2 separate regions of the Pan troglodytes genome follow, and region 2 is linked to region 1. The links are chromatin contacts, called in public Hi-C maps. All regions are on one chromosome and are shown on one strand. Each heading gives the region's core, a stretch centred on a gene start, on an enhancer-like site or on the middle of the called end of the contact. The rest is flanking DNA. Distances are from core to core; before and after follow the strand shown.

What was found. A called contact is a pair of places that touch in the nucleus more often than the background predicts.
Region 2: a contact with region 1 is called in a Hi-C map of stem cell-derived neural progenitor cells, with 4 times the contacts expected there. The contact joins the enhancer-like site here to the promoter of TBL1XR1 in region 1. A contact is called at or near these places in 1 of 7 Hi-C or Micro-C datasets (stem cell-derived neural progenitor cells), 1 of 1 datasets of contacts at active chromatin or transcription factors (stem cell-derived excitatory neurons) and 1 of 1 other capture datasets (stem cell-derived neural stem cells).

What each region holds. Positions count from the first base shown.
Region 1 is chr2:180,393,176-180,400,987 of NHGRI_mPanTro3-v2.0_pri, forward strand. TBL1XR1 (TBL1X/Y related 1) reads right to left here and starts at 2,712. Exons shown (of 15, transcript XM_016942314.4): 1 at 2,263-2,712.
Region 2 is chr2:180,789,349-180,797,160 of NHGRI_mPanTro3-v2.0_pri, forward strand. All of the region lies in intron 2 of LOC129143556 (a long non-coding RNA gene), which reads left to right. Among named protein-coding and RNA genes, the nearest start is that of TBL1XR1, 400 kb to the left of the region's middle. Within about 2 kb of position 3,098, at least 9 of the 24 cell types and tissues checked have an H3K27ac peak or open chromatin away from gene starts, as enhancers often do. A contact at or near this core is called in stem cell-derived neural progenitor cells, where this site is marked.

The DNA.
Region 1 (7,812 bases), core at 1,462-3,961:
GCAACCAATGCAAAAATATCATCTCTGCAAGGGGTCACTCCATTTACCACCAGTGTCTCCCACATTAATACCCAAAGCTGGTATACGTTAAAAGAAAAATGTCTTATAAACTGACGGTGAGCTTTGCAACAATTTTTATGCCATTAACATGTCACTTTATTAAGCTCCTTAGCAGTAAGAAAAACTTTTCCCAGGCACGTAGTTTTCGTCCCCCATACAGTTTAGTATTTTGTCCTGTAGGTCGGATTCTAACAACTCAAACGTCAAAAAAAATAGTAGTTATTTATGACTTTAATGATCGCGATTACATACATCTCAGTGCAGGATAGGGTTGAAAAAAAAAATCATATTCCAAACAAGAAAACCTGGATTTAAGAGCAAGAAGCCTAATCACACATCACACGCCTAACTGCTCTCAGGCATACTTTCTTCCTGCAGCCCCTCCCCCACAGGTAAATGCTAACTATTTCTAGAACTCTCAACTATTTGGGAAGCTTGCCATCAACTCCCATGATACCACCCAACACACACCATGTTTTCGGGGAGACAAAGGTGCCCTACTTCCCCAGACTATAAACTATTAAAATGGTGAGAACATACAATCCCAGGAAGTCGGCATTACTAAAATACATCAATGTAGCACGGGTCTTATTTTAACAAAAATGAAAATGAATCACACTGGAAAACCCAAACAGTCACTCATTGTATCTTCAACGTGTAATCGAAATTATTTATTCCAAGTTATTTCAGGTAAGTGGATGAACACACCACGAGGGCCTTATTACCCAAACCGGTGAAGGAGCCTTTAGGAAAAACGGAGGGGGAAGATCACTTAATTATATGAGGTGGGGGGTGGAGAAACCATTCAGTCTTAAAATTCAAACTAAAAATAACCTGTCATTTTCACCCCCCACATTTTATTAACAAGCTTGTTTAGATCAGCATACGGTTCCTGTTTGGAAAACAAGAAAGTGAATAGTAAACTTTCCTAAGTCAACTGTAAATCACATAGGTACTAAAACTCTTCACCCCTGGTGCCTGCACAGTCCAAGATTTCAAGTAAACTCCAGACATTGAGAACACCTAATTTTTAACTAGTTTCCAACATTTCTCATTTGTAATCACCAAATTATCTTAGAGACACTTAGATAACCTAACAAAGAGAGCATTTTTTAAAAGCCACAACCCAAATTTTACATGAAATACACCATTTTCACAACCTAAATTTAATCCCGGTTGCCACTGCGAAGTGATGCCTGTTTCAGCAAATTAAGAACTTCCAAAAATACTGAACACGTTAACACATGCATGGCTTCCCTCGAGCTGCCATTTAAGATTAATATTCCACTTAAATAAAAGTCTGCTTCTGTTCAAAAAATTACATCGGTTGCAAAGAGGAAGTTACCGAGAAACCACCCTCACAACGTGGCCTTTACACTGTCAGAAAATAACGTGACTCTGTGCCACCCAAAACTTACCAGGAAGCTGGCAATAACTTTGCCAATTCTACACTCCTGAACCCAACTTCAAAGAGCCTCCACCGAATACCTCCTTAAGACGATAAAAAGCACTAAGTTACAAATAAACACGTCCCGGAGCAAGGCCCGGCTGCCGCGCGCCCCTCCCCCGGCCGGCGCCCCCGCCCCGGACGCGCGGCCCCAACAGCCGCCCGCAGCCCCTAGCACGCCGGCCGGGGTCGCCGCGCCCGGGCCGGGGACGCGCCCGGGGAGGGGAGATTTCCATTGCCGCCCGAGGTTTCACAAAATAGCATGCACCGAAAAGCTCCTTCTCCTCTGCTAAAAATAGGCTATAAAGGAGTCGGCCTCATGATGGCTCCTTGATTCAATTTGCTGCAAATCCTTTCCTGAAAGCCTCCCTCCCTCAAACACACACGCACAAAAAGGGGGTGTAAATGCACGAAGGGAGGAAGAGGGGGAGAAGGCCGAGGTGCACATTTTCGGGGACAACATAATTAGGGTGAGGATCCCCCGAGACCGGGAAAGGGTAGGGGGGTGGGCAGGCACGTGAGCATTTCAAAGAAACCTGAGAGAGGAAAACGGGGGGATGGGGGCGCCCCAAGTGCCCTCCCTGCCTTCCCTTCCCCCACGCAAGCCCAGTTCCCCCAAGGGCCAAGTTGAAAAATGCATGTTCCACTCGCGCCCATCCCCCCCCGCGGCCCAGCGCCCCCGGCCGCCTCTGGCCCGCGCCCCCCGCCCAGGCCCCCGGCCGCCCCCACTCCAGGGTCCGGCCCCCAGCGCTTACCTGGAAACGGTGGCCTCCAACGCCGCTCCCCCCTCCCGGGAATGGAGGCACAAGGAAATTCCCCTCCTCGCCGCCGCCGCCACCGCCTCCAACCACCCCCAAAATAACCCCTCCGGGGGGTGAGAGGCAATTATAACCCCAGCGAGCGGAGGGCGCGGGGGATGGGCGCCGGGCGGGCGGGGGCGGGGAGCGCGGCGCGGGTCCCCAGGTGGCGAGCGGAGGTGCTCCCGCCGCGGGGGGAGGGGCGGGGGCGCACGCGGCCGGCGGCGGGGGGAGGCGGCGCGCGGGGGAAGGGCGCGAGCGGGGAGAGGAATTGAGGCAGAAGGTAAAAGCTGTTACTAAGGGAAAGAGCCAAACGGTTCGGAGCAGCCAACGGCTCAGACACTCAACACTGGGGAGAGAGGAATGGGGACCAGCCAGGCACAAATGAGCTCGCGAGGCCCGCGGCGGCGGCGGCGGCGGCGGCGGCCGCGCAGCAAAACAAACCCGAGCGGCCTGCGCCGGGCGGGCGGGCGGGCGCGCGGGGGAGGGGCCGGCGGGGGAGGGGCGCCGCGGACGCCGGGAGGCGGCGGCGGCGCGGCGGGGGGGCTCCAGCGGCCGCGCTCCTCTCCCTCCCGGCCCGCTCTGGCGGCACTGGGGGCTGGGCTGTGCGGCGCATTCTTTTAAAAATCAGGCGAGCCCCGCGGGCACTCGAAGGCGCCTCGGGGCCCCGGGCCGCCCGCCCCGCCCCCACCGCCGCGGGCCGGCCTGGGTGTGCTCGGGTGTGGGCCGCTGGGCCCGAGACGGGTGGGGGCGGGGAGGCCCGCGCGGTGGCCGGGGTGGAGCCGCCGGCGAAGTTTCCCAAGGACGCCGCGGGCTCCCGCGTGTCCGGGGGGCGGCCCGGCGGCGTTGGGGGCTGGGCGCACACGCGGCGGGCATGTGGGGGAGTGCGGCGCGGCATCATATGGACATTTGTTTGTGAAAATCTCTGTGAACACCTTTGTGTGCGTAAATACATATGGTTCTCCGAAGCGTACCTGGAAAGGTGCTTTATCTGTAATAAGCGACTTTCAAAATGTGATCCAGAGCACGGGATCTGGAGAGAAAACACACGCACACAAGAAAAGGTTTTTGATACTAAACACAAAGCTGTAATTGAAGTATTTATGCCCAAATGTACTGTGAATCAAGCATATGGTGGTATTTATCATCTGGTGGGTCTGTTTGAAAGGTTTGCTCGATCAGTTCTTACTTCACAAAAATAAAATAATGTAACTAAATGTTTACTAAATATATACCTCCACGGTGGCATCCACAGTAGAAGTTTATCCACTTTGTGTACTTTTTGCATGTGTGAAGCACAGCAAGGCGGTTTATAAAGTATAACTTAGATGAGTGATAATGTGGCAGTATGGTTGAGGGAGGGTTGTTTTTAAAGAAGGGAGGCACCTCACAGGTTTTAAAGCAAATGGGGTGGTAATCTTGCTAAGACTTTCAGAAAGATGGGGTAGGGTGGTTTTTAGAGCTTTGTATAAGCTCAGGACTGGAGAAGCAGCCACCCTTTTACATTAAGATACGACTTGAAACCTTTTTGTTATTTCGGTTATTACTGCCTTCAAAGCAAAATAATGTTTGCAGCTTTCTTAAAGGTGAAGGGTTCTGTTTTCCTACTTTCATCAGAATATTTGAAAATAGATGTAGTGATCACTTTAAAGCAACCATCATTTCCTCTCAATGTCAGAAGCCTGAAGTTTTGCGACACACACACACACACACACACACACACACACATTAGTCGTAACTTGCACCAGTCTGGACTCCTGGTGGCCTAATAAGTTCAGTAATTAGACAGATGCTTTCTTGGCCAAGGTCAATGTCTCTTTCCCCCCTGAGCCCTTGCTTGGGGGAGCTGCCAGAGGCCTTTCCTGAATGACCTAGTGGGGCAGGGAGCAGGAAAACCATCAGAGGAAAGGGAGTGGGATTGGAAACTCCCTTCCAACCACCAGAGAGTTCAAAGCATATTAGTCGTATGTCCTTAGAGCTATTTTCATGTATGAAAGTGGGAATGTTGGATTAAACAATGTCACCCGATGGGAATTTAGATAACTGCAGGTTTCCAAAACACTATGCAGAGTGTACAGGGAAACCGCACAAAGCAAGTTTTGCATTTCAATAGGATTCTAAAGCTGAGGCTTGTTTACCTCAGAACTAACACCTTTCAGAAGACTTTATTTCAGAATTGAAAAGAGTATATAGTATCTTCCTTTTTTTTTTTTGAGTTGATAAATGACGTAGATATCACTAAACATACCCTGTCTTCAGTAAGTAAACTATCTCGGTGGAGCCACTCAATGAAACATATCTATTGGCTTAGATTATTTTTTAAGTTTCATATTGTGCCACCACGGGCGGGTCTTCTCCATACAGCAGTGACTGTAAAATCAAACCCCACTTTCAGTGAGTGAGGACTTCTCAACCATACCAGTTCTTAAAGCGTCATATTCAAAGCTGCCCACCCCACCCCTTCTCCTTCCCCTAAATGACTTCTATCCCTTATTCCACAAGGGAGGAGACACCCTCCTGCAGGTTCATAGGATCAGGTCTTCCAGCCTGAAGTTCTTATACCCTACACCAAGCTGCCTCCTAAAGTTGTTCAGTGTTAGTTGAGCCTCCTCACAATGATAATAATCCATGCATTTGTTTATATCCCTGTAGTTTACAAGACATTTCTGTGCGTAAATGACTGCATTTAAATATGAAGATCATCGAGGCTGGGGACTTACAAATCCGTTGCAGTAAAATGTACTTTACTCACCACTGTTGGATCATACTAATTGAAGAGAGAGCAGAGAGCAGGAGTACATTTTTTTTTTTTTTAGGTGGAGTTTCGCTCTTGTCGCCCAGGCTAGAGTGCAATGGCGGAATCTCAGCTCTGCCTCCCAGGTTCAAGCGATTCTCCTGTCTCAGCCTCCCGAGTAGTTGGGATTACAGGCATGCACCACCACGCCTGGCTAATTTTGTATTTTTAGTAGAGATGGGGTTTCTCCATGTTGGTCAGGCTCGTCTCAAACTCCCGACCTCAAGTCATCTGCCTGCCTCAGCCTCCCAAAGTGTTGGGATTACAGGCGTGAGCCACTGTGCCCGGCAACCTGGAGTGTTTTTAAACAAACAAACAAACAAAAATAGGGGCACCCAAATGTGGAAAGGCCTTGATTCTTCCAGCAAAGGGGGTTTTAAATCAGATCATATTTTGATCCCTTTGATTTTTATATTCTGGAAACTATCTGAAACAACAGTGTGGCTTCAACATTAAATACTCAGAGAAATAAACCATCACTCAAAGGTCATATGTATTGTCGCCTCGCCCTCTAGCTGTCCCAACATATCCAGCATAAAGGATCAGGGCTGCACCAAAATACAAGCAATGATTAGACTCACTGGGTGAGGAAAGGACAAAGAAGGAACTATTGTTACTAATATTCAGTACTTTGTCCTAATCTAACACTCCCATTACACTTTGAATTAAATGTTAATGTGTTTCTAGAAAGGAGATATTACTGTATTACTAAGAAATTGTAAAGCAAAGGAACACATTAAGTTCTCCGCTGGGTGTGGTGGTTCACGCCTGTAACCCTAGCATTTTGGGAGGCTGAGGTGGGCAGATCACTTGAGGTCGGGAGTTCAAGACCAGCCTGGCCAACATGGTGAAACCTCGTCTGTACTAAAAATACAAAATATTAGTCGGGCGTGGTGGCAGGTGCCTGTAATCGCACCTACTTGGGAGGCTGAGGCAGGAGAATCGCTTGAACCCTGGAGGCGGAGGTTGCAGTGAGCCGAGATAGTGCCACTGCACTCCAGCCTAGGCGACAGAGTGAGACTCCGTCTCAAAAAAAAAAAGTTCTCTCTTGAATTTTCTAGCTAATTACTCAATGAAGAGAAACCTCATACCAGTAACTGTTATCAGAAGTTACTATATATTGTAAAATGGCTAAACAAATCCTGACTTGTTTTGCCGGGTGCAGTGGCTCACGCCTGTAATCCCAGCACTTTGGGAGGCCAAGGCGGGTGGATCACGAGGTCGGGAGTTCGAGACCAGCCTGACCAACATGGTGAAACCCCGTCTCTACTAAAAATTCAAAAATTAGCTGAGCGTGGTGGCACATGCCTGTAATCCCAGCTACTCAGGAGGCTGAGGCAGAAGAATGGCTTGAAACCGAGAGGCGGAGGTTGCAGTGAGCCGAGATCTTGCCATTGCACTCCAGCCTGGGCGGGTGACAGAGCGAGATTACATCTCAAAAAAAAAAAAAAAAACAAATCCTGACTTGTTTTATTTCAGTAATATTTTTCCGAGAGGAGTGTGGCATGGCAAGATAGCCTACACATTTGCAACTTTCATCGCTAAAGACATGGAACATTTTAAATTTAAACTGGTTCAATCCCAGGACTACAGGGTCTCATTACTATATATATTTTTAAATCATCATGATGTTTTAAATTGTTTACATTAGCTCATCTACATAAAGTATTCAAAACAAACTTAATTGTATAAAAAAGACATTTGATACCAAAAATATTCTCCTAGTGCTATAACTCATTTTATATTATTTACTCACCCTGGAATTCAGTGGCTTTACGTCTGTAGCATTCACCCCCAGGCGTCTTGCTGATACTCTGTGATGTTTCCGTTTCATTTTGACTTACCTTGTGCAATTCTTTGTGGTTCTTCCGAGATGAGGCACATGCCAACCACACATCTCAAGATCTCAGTACACAAGCTGCTTTTCTCCTTCAGTGCATAGCGTGTTGCTTGTGACCTTTCCTCATCAGTGTGAACCTTGTCACAGTTTTCCATGCTTCTATGACCCAATTTCATTACAACAATAAACTTTACTTGAGAGTCTTCATTTAAATTACAAAAGAAACATACAACTATCTTACAAGGATTTATGCCTCTCAGATAATGAAAATAGCAGGTTGTATCCTGCAATTGTGATTCAGTCAAAACAGAAAACCAGCCACACACACAGCATGTTGCTGTACAATCACTTACTTATACTGACCAGCCACATACTTTCTCAAGGAAGCACTCAAGGCCTAGTATTATATTGATGGTTTTGCTATTCATTCATTCAATGTTTATTGAATGTTTAGTGTGCCAGGCACTGTCTCAGTAAACCAAAAACAGCCCCTACTCTTCACAGGGCTTACATTCCAGTCCCACGTTGGGTGAGGGTTGGGAGTACAGACAGACTTTCAAAAAGTATGTATTAGGCTATTGTTTGACCACTGTTAAAAAAAAAAAGGAATGTAAAAATGGCTTAAACAAGATGAAAGTGTATTATCTTATGTGACTGTCATTCTGGAGTAAGATGTCAAAGACCCAGATTGTTCTATCTCAACATATATCTTCCATCCACTGGTCTAAAATGGTTTTTCTTGCTCCTGCTATCATTTTCAAATTCCAGCCATTGGAAAAGAAAACAGAAGAAATAGAGGGCTAGGCCTTTCCTTTCAGGACACATCCTGGCAGTTGCATTTATCACTTCCTCTAATATTCCATTAGCCAGTGCT
Region 2 (7,812 bases), core at 1,848-4,347, 400 kb after region 1:
ACTGTTATCCCTGTTAACACATCTTGCCTCAGTTGACGAATTTCTGCTTCTTTCACAGGGGTCAAACATCAGACTAAACGTGGAACAGTGTGCCTCAGACTAAGACTGCAATCATACAATGGAAATAAAATTGTTTTATTTAACCAGTCAGTGACAAGGGAGCAATCAAGTTGTTTTCTTGGCACTGTGTATCCAATTCTATAACTATAATTTTCATCTTTGAAGAAGTTGCATTCTGTTTTCAGGAAGACAATCTTTGGTTGCCTTCCTCACATCATCTTCTGCCTTTTCAAAGTCATGACTAGCGAATATATTAGAAATTTTCTATATAAATCATAAATTTGCCTCTGAATATTATAACAATATTTTATTCATTTTCATACATCATTTGACTCTTCTACCCTCATTATTTTGTTCTACTTTGATTGTATGTTTGGCCCAGAACACTGAGTGAAGGAGGCATGCAATTGCTGTTTTGAGGATAACCAGCAGGCCAAAGTTAATTTACACTTGGTGGATTTCCAACTGCAGAGGAGTTGGTGAAATTGTCATTGGAGCTTTTATTTTGAAGTATTATGCAGTTTTGTGTTACCACATGTTTAATAAGATTGAACTAACTGAGCACTTGCTACGTGCACAATAGAGAACTAAAAAAAAAAAAAAAAGACCTGTCACATCACCATTTATTTCCTTCACGGCACTTATTGCATTATCTGATTCTCTTGTTTATTTACTTGTTTACTTACACATTGTCTGTCTTGCCCACTGGAAATGCAGACATTCTGCCTCTCTGTTTTTGTGGTTATAAATCCAGCACCTGGCACAGTGCCTACAACATAGAAAGGTTCAAAATATAGTTTGTTATCTGACAGAAAAAAAAGATGTTTATCTTCTCTGGTAAGAATGTTTTTCCTCTTTCAAATCTCCCATCTCATAAACTTTCCATTCCCAATCATCCTTTGGTTGGTCGAAGCAGCCATTTTCTCCTCTGATATCCCAGTGATGACCCTTAGTACTAGTCATTTGATGTATTATTATACACCAGTTTATAATGACTCTTTTATTCTCATTTAGGTTATGTTTCTCTTACATATCTCTGCACTGATACACGCAACAAGCATTTTGTAAAATGTCAAACACCTCTACAAGTATTGCTTATGATGACTGTTGTAAGCTCCTTGAGGTCAGTGGCGCTAGAATACAATTTCTCTTATTAAACCGTAGTGACTGATCCCTGTGTTATGTCGATGAATAATTAAAGTAGCAATGATTTTGTCTATATCTCTAGAGATGAGGACCAATCATAACCCCACCTCCAATTTGGAGATTATTCTCAACTGTATTTGCGTCTTTATGTAAACCCCTCCTATTAGCTTCATCAAGAGGTTTTATCCCCTCCTCTTGGCTTTCAAACCAACATGAATTTTCAGCTGAATATAGGGCAGATTTGCTGTTCAGTGTCAACTTGCTTGAGGTGGGACTGGGAGCAATTCACTTGCTGAAGGAGACTACAGTGAAGTCCTCCAGAAACTCTGGGGAACTGGTCACATTCACAGGTCACAGGCTCTGCCTCAGACGTGGCTTTGTCTAGGTTGTGGACTGCTGGAGTCTTTCCAGGAAGAGAACACCTTCCTTTTATCTTAAAACCATGCTGTGATTGCCCCAACATATTCCTGACTGCCCAAACCTTGTTAACTAGGTGAGCCAGATAGAATTTGAGTGCATGCTCATTAAGCATAGATGCTTGGATATACACATATACGTACAGCAAGGAGTCATGCCAGGAAAAGGTGCCAGACCCCAGTGCTGTGGAATTATACTGGATTTCTGTGGCAAAAGCATCATGGAAGACCCTTTTGCAAGGGAGTGGGCTTTGCCAGAGTTTTCATGCAGAGTCATAAGGATATTCCCTTTTAGCATTTGGCACCAGTTATTTTACACCAACTTGTGAAGCACAGTGCCAAGTTCTATTGCCTGGAATCTCCTTAAAGGTTTACTCAGATGTTGGCAGAAGCATCCAAAGTCATATTTTCTGTTGTTTATTCTTTTGCTTTTTTTTTCTCTTTGCAAATGAAAACCAGAGGTGTAAGTGTTCCATCCCAAAGGAGGAAGATTGTATCAAAAGCTATACCTCCTTCTGCTCACTCATACAACTCCCATGCACATCCCTTGGCTTTAATCACACAGCTTTCCACGCTGCTGACTATGCCAGGGCAACTCTGTTCTGCATGTCTGTATTGCTTCAGGGCACATTTCAGACCAGAACTGGATGGACTCACCTGGCTGGGTAATTTAGACATTTGTGGTTTGCAATGTTCCAGTGTGCTCCAAGCTATCCCAGCTTACTGGTTTCTTCCCAGGAAGTGGGAGAAGACTTTATCCATTTGTTTTCTGACAAGAGACATTAGGGCCATAATTTAAGCAGTTTTCCAGAAGTCTGGCAGCAGAGGGTTACAATCTAGCAGGATTCGGTGTTGCCTAAGCAAATTTGAATTTGTACTCTGGCTCACTCAGCCCATTTTAAACCCAGCAGCCTGGGGAGAATGAATCCTTATGAAATCAATGCGGTGGCTTCAGTTTCCTGTGGATGGCTTCCAGAAATGCTCCAGACATTGCTGAATGCTCTAGGTAGACTCTCAGTGCTTCGACCAAGGCACATTCAGACAAGCCTTTTTTGATTCACTACATATATTTCTGTTTAGAAGCGGCAAGGCTGGACTGATGACCCTGCAACGCGGTTTTGTTTCCCTCTCATTATCTATCTGGCTTCACAGGAAGTGAATGCTTGGCTGGTGAAGACAAAAAAGCTGTTCTCCAGCCTCATGCTTCATGGCTGGAACATAGCCAGTTTAGGCTTGTGAAGAGTCCATTAAAAACACACGGAGGCAGTTGAGGGATGGGATCTGTGTATGTACAGGTCTTTCAAACGTAGGCAGCCTATGTTTGGCTTATGGGGCTTGGAGGAGAGGCCTTCTTTGATGTGATTCTTGGATCACATATTGATTAAAAAAAAAACAACCAGAAGTCTAATACCCACTGTAATGCATCCAGCAGACAACCTCTTAGCATCTCTATAGAGACCTTTCCTCCTTTACTGGGTCACACTTAGGGCACATTTAGCTCTCAGATAACCTTAAATAACCCACAGTTCATTTCCTGTTGACTTCGTGTATCCTCTACTTCCTGAAAGGTTTTCTTCTTTTTTTTCAGTTGCCACTCATCGTTAATATGACATTCTCCAGGTCTTCTCCGCACTTCAGAATTCTCTTCTGGGCTTTTGAATGTTCTTGTTTTTTTGCTGAATTGTTTTTCCTGGGTTTTCATCTTCTCTTACCCTGTTCACAGTGGAGAGGGAACTACATTTCACCCCTGCTGTCTCAGAATGTTTCTCATACTTAACATTCTATTTTCCTACTGACTTGGAAAAATTGCATTATAACCTTTGATCTGGCACAGTTCAATCACATTTTGGCTGGAAATGTTTTACACATTAAAATGATGAAGGATGACTTTATTTGCCAGACAAAAGATGTTTAAAATGGAAAAAAAGAAAAAAAAAAACTCAAAAAGGTCTTTCTGGAGCTACTGTATAAAAAAGACTCTTGAATATGCAAAAGCTTTTGGAACACAGAAGGGAGTCAGTTGCTTCACTTTAGAGTCAGTTTAGCAAAGGACGGATTTGTGGTGACTTGTCACGGCCTTGAGATTTTTGAAAGCAGGTCTCTCCAGAAAGCCTGTCCTTAAAGACAGAGTGGCTTCTTTCCCCTTTGGCTAAGACTGACTGCCAAATTTCACCAGGTTGCATACCCAATGGTGGAAAGTGCCAGCTTCTTGGCTTTGCATAGGCAAATTCCTACCTCCCTATTTTCTCTCCAGTCAATGCAGCAGTCTGTTTATGCTGTGCAGACGGATACCCACCAGACAGGGTTTTCTGAACCTACTAGTCTATTTAGGATCCAGTTTTTTTTTTTTTTTTTTTACAGTGCTGCAGCCTAATTAAGCTTGGCGATATCATTAAACTTCTATTCAATTCGATTACATTTTAGTTCAAATGTTATTGATGCCATCCACATGCCAGGACTGTGTTAGGCATTGGGGTGGGTGGCGAGAAATGGTCCATACCCTCACGAAACTTAGCGCCTAGCTTAATTTTCTCATATTTATCAATTTGATCCTGACGAAGTAGGACACCAATATATAATGCTAAAGACTAGATTTCTTCCATCCATACTAGTTGAGTTGTATAACATGAGTGTCTTAAAAACAAATTCAGGGCCATCTATTTTGCAATTGGATATGTAAAATAATTTGTACTATGGCTATTATGGGAAATAGGATTCAATTAATGACTTGTGGGAACACTTTGCCAATAATCATGTATGAGAGACTTTTCCCCAACTGGTGGAAGCAGAGGGGAGGGAGGAAGTGAGCTGATGACAGAATGTAAAAGCAGAGAGTACATTGAAAAACCCACTTCATATAATTAGTATAAAGTAAGGTAGAAGCAAAATAAAACAAAAAGTGCTATTCATTTTGGTCCCAGAAACCATTGTTGGTGAGGGCTATTAAGTAAGCATCCAACTTACTTCCTGTAGCTTGACTTCCAGAATGTAGTGATATTGGAAACTACCCTGTGGATTTTTTTTTCCCAAGCCACTTCCTTTTCTGAGGAAAGAGACCTATTCTATGCACACAAGTCAGTTCTTGTTCGTTTTATGTTTTAGCAATGTGGGCCCTTACAAATCTTTAAAATGACACAATAGATCTTCATATAAGAACCTTGACAAGTGAAGCTGTGATACAAGCAAAGGGCAGAAGTGGAAAGGGTGTGGGAAAGAATGGAGCAAGAGGAAGGAAGGGTGGGGTTGGGGGTCCAGGGATGCTCCACGTGTGTGTGCCCTCATAGGTTAGACATTAGGAAGGCTTCAGAAACACCATACGTTTGGGCAAAGCCTATACTCTTCGTTATTTCCTTCCTGCACAAACTTACATACCACCCCGTGCCTGCTCTACCTACCACCCTTCACGATTCCATACCTCCTGGCAGGCAGTGCTCCTGTAACAAACCCCCCGACATTCAGGCTGCTTATATTTCTGTCTCAAGTGAATACATTTCTAAAATACTGAGTTTGAATAAACAACACAATAAAGCAAGATTTAAAAATATGTTTACATTTGGCTGTTTGCCCTGGTTTGGGGAAGGGAGTAAGTATAGACTGTGTTATTCCCTCAGAATCCTCTAGAAAAATTACCTTTAATGATGACCTGGAGGGTGGGGTCCCTTAATGATTTGCAAGAGATTCAGGGAGAGGTGTCTCAGGATGGTTTCTTCTGTTACTAATGTATTTTGTTGTGATTTCTTGGTCTTAATTGCAATTTTGTAGTTCATTCATCTAACATGGCATTCTTATAATAAATAAAAATGTGTAACTTCCTTCCTAATTATAGAAGTCATGCATAGTTATTGTAGGTCATTTGAAAAATTCAGAAAAGTCCAACTAAGAAGCAAAATCAACCATCATCCCACCTCCCAGTGTTATGTATTGTAAAGATTTGGTGTTTGTCTTGTCAATCTATGGTTGTGTTTTCCTCTCCCCATCCAATTCATTTTCATAATATTTTTATATATTGGCTAGTGTGACCAGAGTTTGGTTCAATCAATGGTCGTCAAGTGACTAAAAATGTTCGTGAAACACTTGCTTAGGAAATTTTTTAGTGGAATTAGCTAATCCTTTTTGAGAAACCAAGCCTATGTCTAGAAATACTCATCATAATTTGGAGAAATCAATCAGCTTACTTTTAATATCACAAATCAGGAATTTTATGCAAGCACCAAACATGCATTGCCTTAATTTTATTTTTTTCCTTAACTCTTATTTTTTTCTAAGTTGATATATTTGTATCTTCTTAAGCAGCAATAAGATAAAAGAAGGAACAGCGAAGTTGGAGTCAGAAAATCTGAGAAGAAGTCCTAGCTAGGTTTCTTAAGAACTTTGTGACATGGGCCCAGAAGAACAAATGTATCTGGGCTTCAGATTTATCATCTGTAAACTGTGGATAATAGTGCCAACCTCATTGTGTTGTTGGGGTGGAAGGAGGGCAGAGGAGGAGCAAATAAGAGAATATATGTGGGTCACATACAAACTGAAAGTACTGCACAAATGAAAAGTATTTCATATTATATCACCTATGAAAACGTGGACACATTTTTCACCGGAGATGTCTTTAGATGAATTGCTCAAAAACCTTGAATGAATTTTCAAATGATAATTCCTCATGTTGCAACTCTCTCTAGGAAATAGTAGCCATTTTGTTGTGGCATCATTTCTCAAACTTTTCTGTACCAATTAGAATAGCTCTCTGAGGTCTGACAGGCAGAACTGGCTGAAGAGCCTAAAGGCATTGCTAAGATAAGTAGTCAGGCAAGTTTTTGATACCTAGGAGCTTGTGATTTCTTGTTATTGGGTCCTCTTCTTAATTAACAATCATTGTTCCTCTATTGCAGCTAGCACACACCCCTGTCAGCAAGCTGCTTTTCAGAATGAACCTGCCTGGACAATAGCAATGTAAGAGGAAACACTTCCACACAGGTGCAAAACCTAACCACTCCCAGATAGACAGGGAATCCATCAATCAACTCTGAGGATAAATCCTGCTGATACAATCCTCTGGTGGTGTCCCTTTGAGAGTATTATTATTATTATTATTTTTAAACAGAGTCTTGCTCTGTTGCCCAGGCTGGAGTGCAGTGGCATGATCTCAGCTTACGGCAACCTCTGCCTCCCGGGTTCAAGCAATTCTCATGCCTCAGTTTCTCAAGTAGCTGGGATTACAGGCGTGCGCCACCATGCCCAGTTAATTTTTTTGTACTTTTAGTAGAGACGGGGTTTTGCCATGTTGGCCAGGCTGGTCTCAAACTCCTGACCTCAAGTGATCTGCCTGCCTCTGCCTCCCAAAGTGTGGGGATTACAGGTGTGAGCCACTGTGCCCAGCCTGAGTGTATTTTTTTGAAGTCTCCAAGTCAAAGATGCAAAGACTCCTCTGCAATCCCTCCCTGGCTCCACATCTCATCATCAAATATTTCTAAATCCTTTCTGGGCTTTTCTGACAATATCAATCATAACAGAAATAACCTGGAGCATTAGTATCAGCCTGAATAATCTTGAATCAGGTACTCCTTAGACTACACATGGTCCATAGTTTAGATTTATTACATATAGTTTTATAGATACTGAAGTGGAGACGTAAGGAGAGATTAGGTGATTTGCCACCAGAATGCCTTGGTTGATGGACAACTCAAAATGAAGAATTCTTGATACCCTCTCCTTTGTTGGGTCCCTGTTATGATCTAGAAATCAGGACAATACATCTGCCCCTTTTGAGAAACTATTTTTCCCTTCCCTTATTATCTCATTCAAATGTACTCTTACTCTTTAATATTAGCCATTTTATATTCAGAGCTCTCTTCCTCTTTGGTTTTCTTCATTGTCAAATTGTCGTGTTACTCATTTATGTTTCTCTTTTCATTTGCCTTCTGAAATTTAAAGATTTTTCAGCTGGGTATTTCAGGCTTCAATCTCTGGCATTGTAAATATTACTTGCATGGTGACCCCAGTGAGGTTAAGAAAAGGTTTACTAAGTGTGTGTGTGTGTGTGTGTTTGTGTGTGTGTGTTGGGGCGGGTAGTAACATAAAATACTTTGGTATTCACCTGTCAGTGTGCACTTAACAGAATGCAGAAAAGAAAAACTGAGCTGGGAACACTGTAAGAGCAAAGAATTAATTGTTTGTTAATAAAAGGTTATGAGTCATA